Linked DNA regions of Sus scrofa: all the other regions are linked to region 1. The links are chromatin contacts, called in public Hi-C maps. All regions are on one chromosome and are shown on one strand. Each heading gives the region's core, a stretch centred on a gene start, on an enhancer-like site or on the middle of the called end of the contact. The rest is flanking DNA. Distances are from core to core; before and after follow the strand shown.

The links. Hi-C and Micro-C count contacts between places; a contact is called where the count stands out from the background.
Region 2: a contact with region 1 is called in a Hi-C map of liver, with 7 times the contacts expected there. The contact joins the enhancer-like site here to the promoter of FZD8 in region 1. A contact is called at or near these places in 1 of 5 promoter capture datasets (liver), 5 of 47 Hi-C or Micro-C datasets (fetal liver, liver, retroperitoneal adipose tissue and 1 more) and 1 of 2 datasets of contacts at active chromatin or transcription factors (skeletal muscle).
Region 3: a contact with region 1 is called in a Hi-C map of liver, with 3 times the contacts expected there. The contact joins the promoter of LOC102164731 here to the promoter of FZD8 in region 1. A contact is called at or near these places in 2 of 47 Hi-C or Micro-C datasets (embryonic fibroblasts and liver).

What each region holds. Positions count from the first base shown.
Region 1 is chr10:58,094,740-58,098,498 of Sscrofa11.1, reverse strand. It overlaps FZD8 (frizzled-8), which reads left to right and starts at 1,709. Exons shown (of 2, transcript XM_021064988.1): 1 at 1,709-2,248; 2 at 2,251-3,759. The coding sequence starts at 1,730. The region is part of intron 1 of LOC110255709 (a long non-coding RNA gene); the gene reads right to left.
Region 2 is chr10:58,266,911-58,270,669 of Sscrofa11.1, reverse strand. No RefSeq gene overlaps it. Among named protein-coding and RNA genes, the nearest start is that of FZD8, 170 kb to the right of the region's middle. Within about 2 kb of position 1,874, at least 10 of the 83 cell types and tissues checked have an H3K27ac peak or open chromatin away from gene starts, as enhancers often do. A contact at or near this core is called in fetal liver and liver, where this site is marked.
Region 3 is chr10:57,927,417-57,931,175 of Sscrofa11.1, reverse strand. LOC102164731 (endogenous retrovirus group V member 1 Env polyprotein-like) reads left to right here and starts at 2,060. Exons shown (of 2, transcript XM_005668194.3): 1 at 2,060-2,156. It also overlaps a transcript of CCNY not described here.

The sequences.
Region 1 (3,759 bases), core at 460-2,959:
ACCGCCTGGCCCCGGGCACACCACCGAGACGTGTCCGCGCGTCCGCGCCCGGGCTCGGCGCCGCCTCCCACGGCGGAGGAGGAGGCTCTGGCAAAAACATGTCAACTTTGGAGAGACGTATGTATGTTCCAAAAGCACGAGGCGAAGAGAGAAAATCCAGCCGCAGAGTTTCCAGTCTGTCCTGTTTATAAGTTTTTCTTTCTCCCTTTCTTTTTCTTTCTTGTTCTTTTTTAAAGAAGAAAGGGATTTATGGTTCATGAAAGTGCACTGGATCTGGATGCTGTCTCTATTTTATCTCACCCAATTAGCAGAATCCCCTTTGAGATCTGTACTGTGACTCCACACTGCAAGTAAGGAAACTGAGGCTTCCCCCACGACACTGAGCGGGAAGTCCCCGGTCCAGCCCCCACCAGCCAGAATCAACTGCAGCGGTTCCATTCCACCTATATTCTCATCGTCCTGAGAACCCCAAGAAAGGCATCCCTTTCTCGGTCCCCCGCAACGCCCCCGCTCACTGGCCGGCTGGGGGAGTGGGGGGTGGTCCCGCTGCCAGGAGGTCGCCCACATTTGGGGGACGGAGAAAGCAGGGGCTTGACTAGTTCGAAACGGGCCTCCGAGGTCGCGCTTGCATAAAGGCTCGTCCCCAGTCCCTAAGCGCAGACTCGGGGAAATGGAACCCCGACTTCGACACATCGAGCACGATGGGGACCGTGGTGGCAAAGCGTCAGTGTCTGCGGTCAATCCCAAGGTTACCCAAACTCTGGCCGCAGACGGCGTGCACGGCGGCGCGAACAGCCGGGCCCGCCCCAGGAAGGCTGGGCCTGGGGAGCGCGCAGACTCCGCCCCGCGCCCGGGATTGGCGCGCGGGTCGCGGGCGGAGACCGAGTCCGCCCCGTATAAATATTCATGAGCCGGCCCGGGCGCAGCGGGGCCGGAGCGGGAAGTTGGCGAGGGGCGCTGCTCCCGCCGAGGAGGAGGAGGAGGCGGAGGTGGCGGCGGCGGCGGAGGCGGCGGCAGCGGCAACAGTGGGGCGCGGGCGCGCCGCTCAGGTGTCCGCTCCGCCTTCCGGCCTGGATTTGGCTCCGGGTGTCCAGCGAGAAGAGGACCGCCGACACCTCGCCCGACTGCTGGCCGGAGCGCGGCGCGGACTTCCACCGGAGGCGGGGCCCGTCATCCCGGCAGCGGACAGACGGACCGAAGCAGGGGACAGAGGGCGGCGGCTTCGGCGGAGGCGGGCTCCGAACCCCGGCGGCAGCCGCGCGGCCTTGGGGTCAAGCATGAGCCCCGGGACGCCGAAAAGGGGCCGCAGGGGCTGACCCAGCGCGGAGCGGCCTGGCCCAGCCATCTTGACTGCGCACCGCGGCCCGAGAGGAAACTTGCTGCGCCGCCGCCCTCGGTACCCGGCAAAGTCACCGGAGTGCGGAGAAAGCGAGCAAGGGAGAGACGATGAGCTGGGGGCCGGTCACTCTGCCCCGCAAGGGCTGACCCTGGCCGGAGTGAGCGGGGTGGACCCGCGGACCCGGGCGCCCTCCGGCAGCCACCCTCCTCTCCCGCAGCGCCGTGCGGACGCGTCCCGAGAAGGGACTAGGTTATCGGGAGAGCCCCTCCTGGGAGAGGCAGGAGAAAGCCCGGCCGGGCACCCGCTCTCCTCTCCCGCGCTCTCGAAGGATCCCCGGCGCCCCTCCGCGCGCCACCCGGAGGGCGAGGGCGCGGGGCCGAGGCGCGCAGCATGGAGTGGGGTTACCTGTTGGAAGTGACCTCGTTGCTGGCCGCCCTGGCGTTGCTGCAGCGCTCGAGCGGCGCGGCGGCCGCCTCGGCCAAGGAGCTGGCGTGCCAGGAGATCACCGTGCCGCTGTGCAAGGGCATCGGCTACAACTACACCTACATGCCCAACCAGTTCAACCACGACACGCAGGACGAGGCGGGCCTGGAGGTGCACCAATTCTGGCCGCTGGTGGAGATCCAGTGCTCGCCCGACCTCAAGTTCTTCCTGTGCAGCATGTACACACCCATCTGTCTGGAGGACTACAAGAAGCCCCTGCCTCCCTGCCGCTCGGTGTGCGAGCGCGCCAAGGCCGGCTGCGCGCCCCTCATGCGCCAGTACGGCTTCGCCTGGCCTGACCGCATGCGCTGCGACCGGCTGCCCGAGCAGGGCAACCCCGACACGCTGTGCATGGACTACAACCGCACCGACCTCACCACGGCCGCGCCCAGCCCACCGCGCCGCCCGCCGCCGCCGCCGCCGCCGCCCGAGAGCAGCCGCCCTCCGGCAGCGGCCACGGCCGCCCGCCGGGGGCCCGGCCCCCGTCCCGCGGCAGGGGCGGCGGCGGGGACGCGGCTGCGCCCCCCGCGCGCGGCGGCGGCGGCGGCGGCGGCGGTGGTGGCGGCGGGAAGGCGCGGCCCCCTGGCGGCGGCGCGGCGCCCTGCGAGCCGGGCTGCCAATGCCGCGCTCCCATGGTGAGCGTGTCCAGCGAGCGGCACCCTCTCTACAACCGCGTCAAGACCGGCCAGATCGCCAACTGCGCGCTGCCCTGCCACAACCCGTTCTTCAGCCAGGACGAGCGCGCCTTCACCGTCTTCTGGATCGGCCTGTGGTCGGTGCTCTGCTTCGTGTCCACTTTCGCCACCGTCTCCACCTTCCTCATAGACATGGAGCGCTTCAAGTACCCGGAGCGGCCCATCATCTTCCTCTCGGCCTGCTACCTCTTCGTGTCCGTCGGCTACCTGGTGCGCCTGGTGGCGGGCCACGAGAAGGTGGCGTGCAGCGGCGGTGCGGGGGCTGCGGGCGGCGCGGGCGGCGCGGGCAGCGCGGCGGCGGGAGCCGGCGCGGCGGGAGCGGGCGCGGGCGGCCCGGGAGGGCGCGGCGAGTACGAGGAGCTGGGCGCCGTGGAGCAGCACGTGCGCTATGAGACCACGGGCCCGGCGCTGTGCACCGTGGTCTTCCTGCTCGTCTACTTCTTCGGCATGGCCAGCTCCATCTGGTGGGTGATCCTGTCGCTCACGTGGTTCCTGGCGGCGGGCATGAAGTGGGGCAACGAGGCCATCGCCGGCTACTCGCAGTACTTCCACCTGGCCGCCTGGCTCGTGCCCAGCGTCAAGTCTATCGCCGTGCTGGCGCTCAGCTCGGTGGACGGCGATCCGGTGGCGGGCATCTGCTACGTGGGCAACCAGAGCCTGGACAACCTGCGCGGCTTCGTGCTGGCGCCGCTGGTCATCTACCTCTTCATCGGCACCATGTTCCTGCTGGCCGGCTTCGTGTCGCTCTTCCGCATCCGCTCGGTCATCAAGCAGCAGGGAGGCCCCACCAAGACGCACAAACTGGAGAAGCTCATGATCCGCCTGGGCCTCTTCACCGTGCTCTACACCGTGCCCGCCGCTGTCGTGGTCGCCTGTCTCTTCTACGAACAGCACAACCGCCCGCGCTGGGAGGCCACGCACAACTGCCCATGCCTGCGGGACCTGCAGCCGGACCAGGCGCGCCGGCCCGACTACGCCGTCTTCATGCTCAAGTACTTCATGTGCCTGGTGGTGGGCATCACCTCGGGCGTGTGGGTCTGGTCCGGCAAGACGCTCGAGTCGTGGCGCGCGCTGTGCACCCGCTGCTGCTGGGCCAGCAAGGGCGCGGGCGCCACGGGCGCGGGCCCGGGGGGCGGCGGCCCGGGGGGCGGTGGCCCGGGGGCTGGCGGGGGCGGGGGGCCGGGCGGCGGGGCGGGCTCCCTCTACAGCGACGTCAGCACCGGCCTGACGTGGCGATCTGGC
Region 2 (3,759 bases), core at 625-3,124, 170 kb before region 1:
ATGAAACAGGTAGAGAGGGCAGGTCTAAATATAAGAATTTTAAGCTGAATCATAGATTGCGTTAAACTAAAATGTGACAGAACCGGAGTTCCCGTCGTGGCTCAGTGGTTAACAAATCTGACTAGGAACCATGAGGTTGAGGGTTCTGTCCCTGGCCTTGCTCAGTGGGTTAGGGATCTGGCGTTGCCGTGAGCTGTGGTGTAGGTCACAGATGCAGCTCAGATCCCGTGTTGCTGTGGCTCTGGTGTAGGCCCAGCGGCTACGGCTTCGATTAGACCCCTGGCCTGGGAACCTCCATATGCCGCGGGAACAGCCCAAGAAATGGCAAAAAGACAAAAAAATAAAAAAATAAAAGAAATAAATAGATAAAATGTGACGGAACTGCCATTTATGCATGCATTGATCATCATCTATCAATGGCCAGTCCTCTGGCCATTTCTCTTGGCTGACTAGCAACTTCTAATCCACAATTGATTCAATCATTCCTAGTATTCACTTAAAAGGAACCCCACGGCCTGGTGAGAAGCGCTTGGAATCTTGGCTTACCCCTCTTGTCCGGCACATGCAATCCATAATAACCCTTTGATAACCAACCAATTTCACTGAAACATTGCCTATACCACAAAGTTGAACAGACTGGGTCCCATGTCTTCCGGTGCCCATGCACTCAGCTCTCCCGGCAATTGTTGGCCATTCCGATGAGGTCGTAGAAACCTGCTTTATCAGAGACGTAGCAAACACAAGAGAGTTTCCAGGGTTTAGCAAAAACAACAACAACAACAACAAAACACAGGCAAAGAACACAGGCTGAAATAATGAATAGGCAGCCCCAGAGGAGGAGAGAGAGAAGGGTAGCCAAGGCTTTCCCAGGGTTCATTTTGCCTCTCGAGCTGCTGGTTAGGAAAGTTAATTTTTAAATGCTTTGAGGTGATTAAGAAGCTGAGCATCGCTCTAAATGTAAATAAGTCCCGTTTCATTTCCTCGAAGTTGACTCCGATGGGGGCGCGGTCACCAGCTACTTAGCCCGCTGATAAATTGAAGATCCGTGGTCTGGTTCATAATTAACCCTGTCCCCTTAGGAAGTCCAAGGTCAGCACACTCGTTTGGAAATACAAGCGCAGCCAGAGACCTCATTGCGCTGGGAAAAGTTGGTTGATCACGGAAAGCCATACTAAGATCAGAAAGTTGGTGATGGAGAGCTGACCAAATATTTGGTAGCAGGCGGTGTCACTTCCTTCCACCAACAAATCTGCAGCGTCCTTTGCAAGAACATCCTAGCGACTGAGTTTGGGTCCTTTTTCCGATAACGAGAGTCCGATCCCTTCAACTCACAGCTTCTGGAAGGAGCCCAGGGAATTCTTTATTTCCCACTCCCTTGCCTTCTCCCTGCGTAGGCGCCATTCACTCCTCTATCTTATCGTAATAAGCCAGGTCACCGCTGAACTGAACTTAAATCACGACGGCTGGGCAGTGCCTGCTTTACGGGCCTGGATGGCCTACTTTATATTGTTTGTACTTCACAGATGCCGGGTGTGCTGGGGGAAGATTGTATAACTGCTTTACCCCGGGGACCCTCATAAAAATGAGTGGGTTGGCTCATAAAACTGTCCCACTGTGCAACACTGTAAATAGCTTCCTTAGAGGCAGGGCAAGTCCAAGGCTGCGAAACGTGCGCACCCGCGGTGCCAGAGAACAGAGCCGCCCCTCCGGGGCTTGCACCTCCGCCATCCGGCGGGGTCCCGTGTGTCCTGGGAACTGCCATGCCAATTGTGTTATCCGAGTTTTGCAATGCAACGCTGTTTCCTCACCCCGACTTCCCCCCCGTTTCCTCTTTGCCACTGTTTGCAGACACAGGAAAAGGCCCGTGGACTCACATGAGGACAAGGCCCCTGGTGGAGCTCGGTCCTGTTGACGAGCCAAGTGATGATCCGTCATCGTGGCTGTGTTTACCCGAGGGATTAAATAAATAAACAGTCTCGGTACAGCTGCTGTTTTTACTATCGGCTTTCAAGATTCGGACCGATGCTCCAGAGTAGCTAGACTCTGGCCCAGTAGATGGAGCAGAAGTGACTCGAGGGGATGTTACCTATTCAGCTGCCTATATTGTTGGTAAAACTGCCACTCTCAGCACACAGGGACATCCTGAGACATAGGAAATAACTTCTTTGGCCAGCCACTAAGAACAACCAGCAACTCAATTCATCACTGCTTTCTCCCAGAAGCACCGAGGGACAAAGAGACCCCGAGACACGGCACAGATATGGATAGAGCCGAGGAGAAGCAGCACTTTCGGGCCCTGGCCCTTCCACTGATGGGTGCAGTGAACGTGAGCTGCAAATTAACTACGAGCACACATTTCACCTTTGCTAAAGTAACTGGGCCACAGAGGGGGCCACCGAGGGGGAGTGGAGCCTAATGCTGCAGTTCTCAAGGTAGAAGCCCCATTATTACCATCCGGGAACTTGTTAGAAATGCAAATTCTCAGACTTATGAATCAGAGTCTTTAGGATTAGGGCCAGAAATGTGTGCAATAAAAAGCCCTTTAGGTCTTTTTGATGCAGCTAAAGTTTGAGAACCACTGGCCTAAACAGAGGAAGCACAGCTCAAGTCTGTCATCAAGCTGCTGGGTGCAGACCCACAGACCAGTTATTTATGTCCCTTAAAACCCAACCTCCATCTGGAAAACAGGCAGGAATAAGGGACAGTTCAGTGAATGCGTTCAGCCTTTTGAACGCTGCACACTTAGTAGAGGGCCCATTAATAGAAAATAGTAAATCTTAGGCAGCATTGCTTTTATTCTCTTGAAAGCACTAGGACTGGAACAAGGTATGTGCCCAGTACCTGAAAAGCATGTGCGAATCCACGAATAAACCACAAGATACAGATGCTCAGCCCAGGCAGAGAAGGAAAACGCTAATGCGAATGCATACCTGGACCTCTGTTTGCAGAACACAGAGGACAAAAACACACGCACTCCTTTGGGGTCCTACTTTGGGACCATCCAATGCAATTAACAAGTGGGAAGGGGAGGAAGAGAGGGAGAGGGGAAAGGAAAAGACAGGGACAGGAAAGGGCAGGAGTTGAAATTCACTGCTTTCCATGGCTCTGAGCATTTATTTCCTCCAAGTGGTCCACCCCAGAGCTGGAAGTTCCTGATGCCTTGAGGGTCTTTATCCTCTCCTCCACCCGTGTCCTTTCAACTTAAGGCCCTTTTCCTGGTGAAGAGCTACTTCAGGTTTCCCCTAATTCTGCTGCTTTTGGGGGAGGAGTGCTGAGTTGGTGGGGCGGGGGGGGCTAGGTTCTGAGATTACCAGCGGTGGGAGACAAGGAGGTGGGGCCCCGGGGCTGCGAGGGGGCAGCAGCCAGAAGCCACCTGCTTGTGGGGTCAGCTCAGCAAACCTCTGCTCGTGGGGAGGAAGGGGATCACCCGCTCATGGCTTCAGAAAACAGCGTTGCCACAACCGACCCAGGTGTGAAGTCAGGTCAGGTAAGGAAATGAAAGCTACAAGCTGGAAGTCTCCGTAAAAAGCCCGCTGAATCTGATGGCTCTGCTGCCTTCATTCCGTCGTGAGAAAAGTCAGCAGGGACTTGATAGACTGAGAAAGGATTTCCCTAAGCATGAGGTCATGAGTCAATTACAAACCCAAATGGAGACTGAAGGGAGACGGCCCGTCATTCAAGCCGATAGTGCATTTCCGTTGCTGGAGAGAGTATAGGAAAGCAAAGAGACAGCTGCAGAATATTAAAAGGCAGATCTTC
Region 3 (3,759 bases), core at 811-3,310, 170 kb after region 1:
GAGAAATTATTTCCAATGTTTCAACATTTTACGGGACTAGGTAATGATTTTCTATAACAAAGTCATTCCTTCATTCACTCCTTTAAAATACAATACTTACGCGGTCTTTACAATATGTAAGATAATTCTTTCAGGTGCTTGGGGCCAGAGCAATGATCAAGACAGAATGGCCTTAATATTGGTCTAGATGCTTTTAAATGGTTCACAGACAGCTAAAGAGCAGGTTAATACAATGAAAGTCTAAAATAACACCACTAGACTGTCATACTGCACCCTAATTTCCTAAGTGCCCATTATAAACCAGATCTTGTATTAGCCTCTTCTACATATGGTACCCATGTAGTAAAGCTGCTGTGTTCGAAAAAGAGGAAATTAGAAGAAATTAAATAAGACCAAACAAAGAGAAAATTCTTCCCTTGGTAGTTTAAATTTGGCTTTGCAAACTAAAGGGAATGCGCCATCCTAAAAGTAACAAGAATGAATTATGACAGTTGTGCCAATTCATTCACACAAGAAAATTTTCCAGATTACTTCAACCACACCAATTGTGAAAAGACTTCGTGCTTAAAAAAAAGTCAAGCTGTCATAAAAATATATTTCCAATTTTAAAATTTTTAAGTTGAAAATTACATAAATTATAAGACGCATAAACTACCCATCTACAGATATTAAGCCACGTAGCTGATTGACAAAATAGTGCTAATAAAGGCACTGTTAAGACCAATAAAATAAACCACCATTACCACGTGTAGTGATCAGTCCTTTACAAACCCTAGTCCCAACCAAAAGTCATTCAAATCAATCAGAAATTCACAAGACTCTGTAATTCAGCCCCAGGCAAAGAAGAAGCGACTTAATCCAAAACTGTCAGCAAACTGCTGTGATGGTCCCGTAAAGAAATTTTAATAGCATTCAGGTGAAGCTATTTGACTGCAATCCCACACCGCGCCCCGCCCCCGCAAAAAAAAAAATTTTTTTAATTCCTTATTGTTGTTGGTATTTTGGGGGGATTAGCTTTTATGGAAATGGGGTCTGAGGCCAGCAAGTGGGATCAATTTGCGAGTTTCCGGAGAGCTGACCCAGGCACCCAGTTCTCCGGCCGCAGGTAGCGACTGCGATTCCAAACTGGGAACTCATTCCTCGGCCGTGGCCAGGGTCCCCATCCCCTTCGCCTTTCGGAGGACGGGGCGGCTCACCCTTCGGCGCGCAACTTGGCAGGCGGCTGGCTCTGCCGGACAGACGTCCAGAGCCCGGCCTGGACCCCGCCCCGGCCGGCCCTCCGGGGCGAAGACCCCGGCCCGCTCGCGGGGACCGGCCGAGAGCAACGGCCGCCGGGCGGGGCGCGGGGTGTGGGGCGCGCGGTCCGGCGGCGCGGGGCGCCGGAGGAATCCGAGAGACCCCCGCCCTCCCGCCCGCCTTACCGTCGATGTTCTCCCGATCGCTGATGTGCTGCAGGTTGCAGCCCGTGTCCTCGCGGCTCAGGTCGGCGTCGGGCCGGCAGGACTCCAGCCGCGAGTGGGCATTCCTGCGGAGCTTGGGGCTGGACGACACGCAGCACGAGGCGGTGTTCCCCATGGCGGGCGCCCGGGCCCCGGCGCGGCCCCGGGTCAGCAGCGGCGGCGGCGGCGCGGCCTCGCCATGGGCGGCCCGGCTCCCCTCGCCCGGCCCGGCGGCCTGTCCGCGGCGGAGGAGCGCCCGCGCCCGCGCGACTGCGGCCGCCCGGCCCGGCTCACCCCGCCGCCGCCATGGCGGGCGCCGCGCAGCCGCCTCCGCTTCCCGATCGGCCCGGCTCGCCGCCGGCGGCCGCAAGCGGTTCCGGTTCAAGGGGCGCGGCCGCTCGGGACGCGGGGTGGACGCGGGACGCGGAGTGGACGCCGGCGGCGGGAACGCGGGCGGCCGTGGGCGGCGAGGACGCGGCCGACACGGAGGCGCGGCCGGGAGCCCGGGCGTGGGCGGCTGCGGGGACGCTGGGCCCGCCCTACCGACCCCGCCCTCCGCGCCCTCCGCGCCCCGCCCACCCGGCTCGACCGCGCCCCGCCCACCCGGCCCCGCCCCGCCCGCTGCCCTGGAAGCGGATGCGCCGCGGAGGAGCGGGTGGCTTCTCACAGGCGCGGGCAGCGCGGCGGCGTCGCGAGGACCCCGCGCTGGGACAAGAGGTGCGTGCGGCGCTCCAGCCGCGAGGCGGGGGCTGCGGGGCTGCTCCGGGCTGAGGGGCGGGGCTTTTTTCGCTTCTCTTTCGCGCGCCGAGAGGCACTGGGTAGGATAGGCGCTCTACCCCGTCCTGAGCCGCCGGCCGTCCGCCCGGAATGCACCTCGGGCCCGGGAGGCGCCGCGCTCCCCGCGGGTTACTGTCGGGTCCGCCAGGTAGCGCCTGCTCTCCTGTCACCTGCCCACGCCCCGGGCCGTGCGTATGGGGACTTTGAGGGGTAGTCCCCGCCACCTCCTCTGCAACGCTGCACCCTCGCCTGTCCCGGGGGCAGAATAAGGCGGCAGGAACAACCCTTCTCCCCATTCCAAGTGGCAGGGAAGGCGTCCTGAGGGGAGACGCGGGGACAGAATGCTCTGTACGGAGAAACCAGGCGCAACCCATGGTCTATATGAGGAAACTGAGATCCAGAAACTCAAAGTGTTATTTACGGAGGCAGGTACCAACTGGGAAGAAAAGTAAGGGCAAGCATCAGCGCTCGAGCATCAGCGATATGTGTACATCTTGCTAAAGGCCATGTAAACATTATTTTGTCGAAATCTGAACGAGTGTAACCTTTTTTTTTCCATTGCTTTTTTTTTTTTTTTTTTTTAAGGGCCGCACCTGCAGCATATGGATGTTTCCCAGGCTAGGGGTCTAATCGATCTGTAGCTGTACTCCACAGCTTAGGGCGCGCGGGATCCTTAACCCACTGAGGGAGGGATCCGCCCCAGGTCCTCATGGATACTAGTCAGATTCGTTAACCACTGAGCCACAAAGAGAGCTCCTGTAAACCTTTTTTTTAACCTGTGCTCCCTCTCCGTCCCTTAGTAATGTTCATACATTTATTAGTCCATCTTTTAAAAAGCTCCATGCTCTGGACTGTATTATTGCCATTTGTTGGAATGTCCTTGTGAGATCCTGCTGGCCCCCTCCACCTATGTCTGTAGGGTAATGGGGGTTGATGAGCAGCCAAAGATAAGACGATTTACACCCCTGCCTTACTGGCGAGGTCAGGTCTAATCTTTACTCGTTCCTTTTTTGTATATGCTGACATGGCTGTCCCCCTCCTCAGAAGAGATGTGTTAAGTAAACTGAGAGCTAGTATATTTTTAGCACAGAGTGATTCCAAGAAGGCAGAAAATCAGAATAGAAGATGCATCTATTAGTAGTTCCCAGATATTGGTCATGAAAATATCCCCCAAGAAAGTAGGAAACCAGTGGGTCCTGTGGTTTGGGATATATCAGTACCAGGAAAGGCGAAGCCTGTGGCCCCAGTGGAGATAAAAGTTAAAGCCTGGAGGGAAATAGCCTGGAATCCAGAGGCAATAGCCTTTAAAGCCTGAGGCCTTGAGAGGGGGCATCCAAACACTGCTCACCAAATTCCTAAAACACCGGCCCATTTGGCCTGCCAGTCCTTTTATAACGCTCAGATTCTCCCTGACCAAAAGCCTAATGAGCACACCATTTGGTGTGAGACATAGGAACAGTGAGTATGGAAGGCATCTCCATTCACCCAATGGTGCCAACCCCACCCTACTCACCCAGATGCCAGGGGGCACTCAACATTTCTC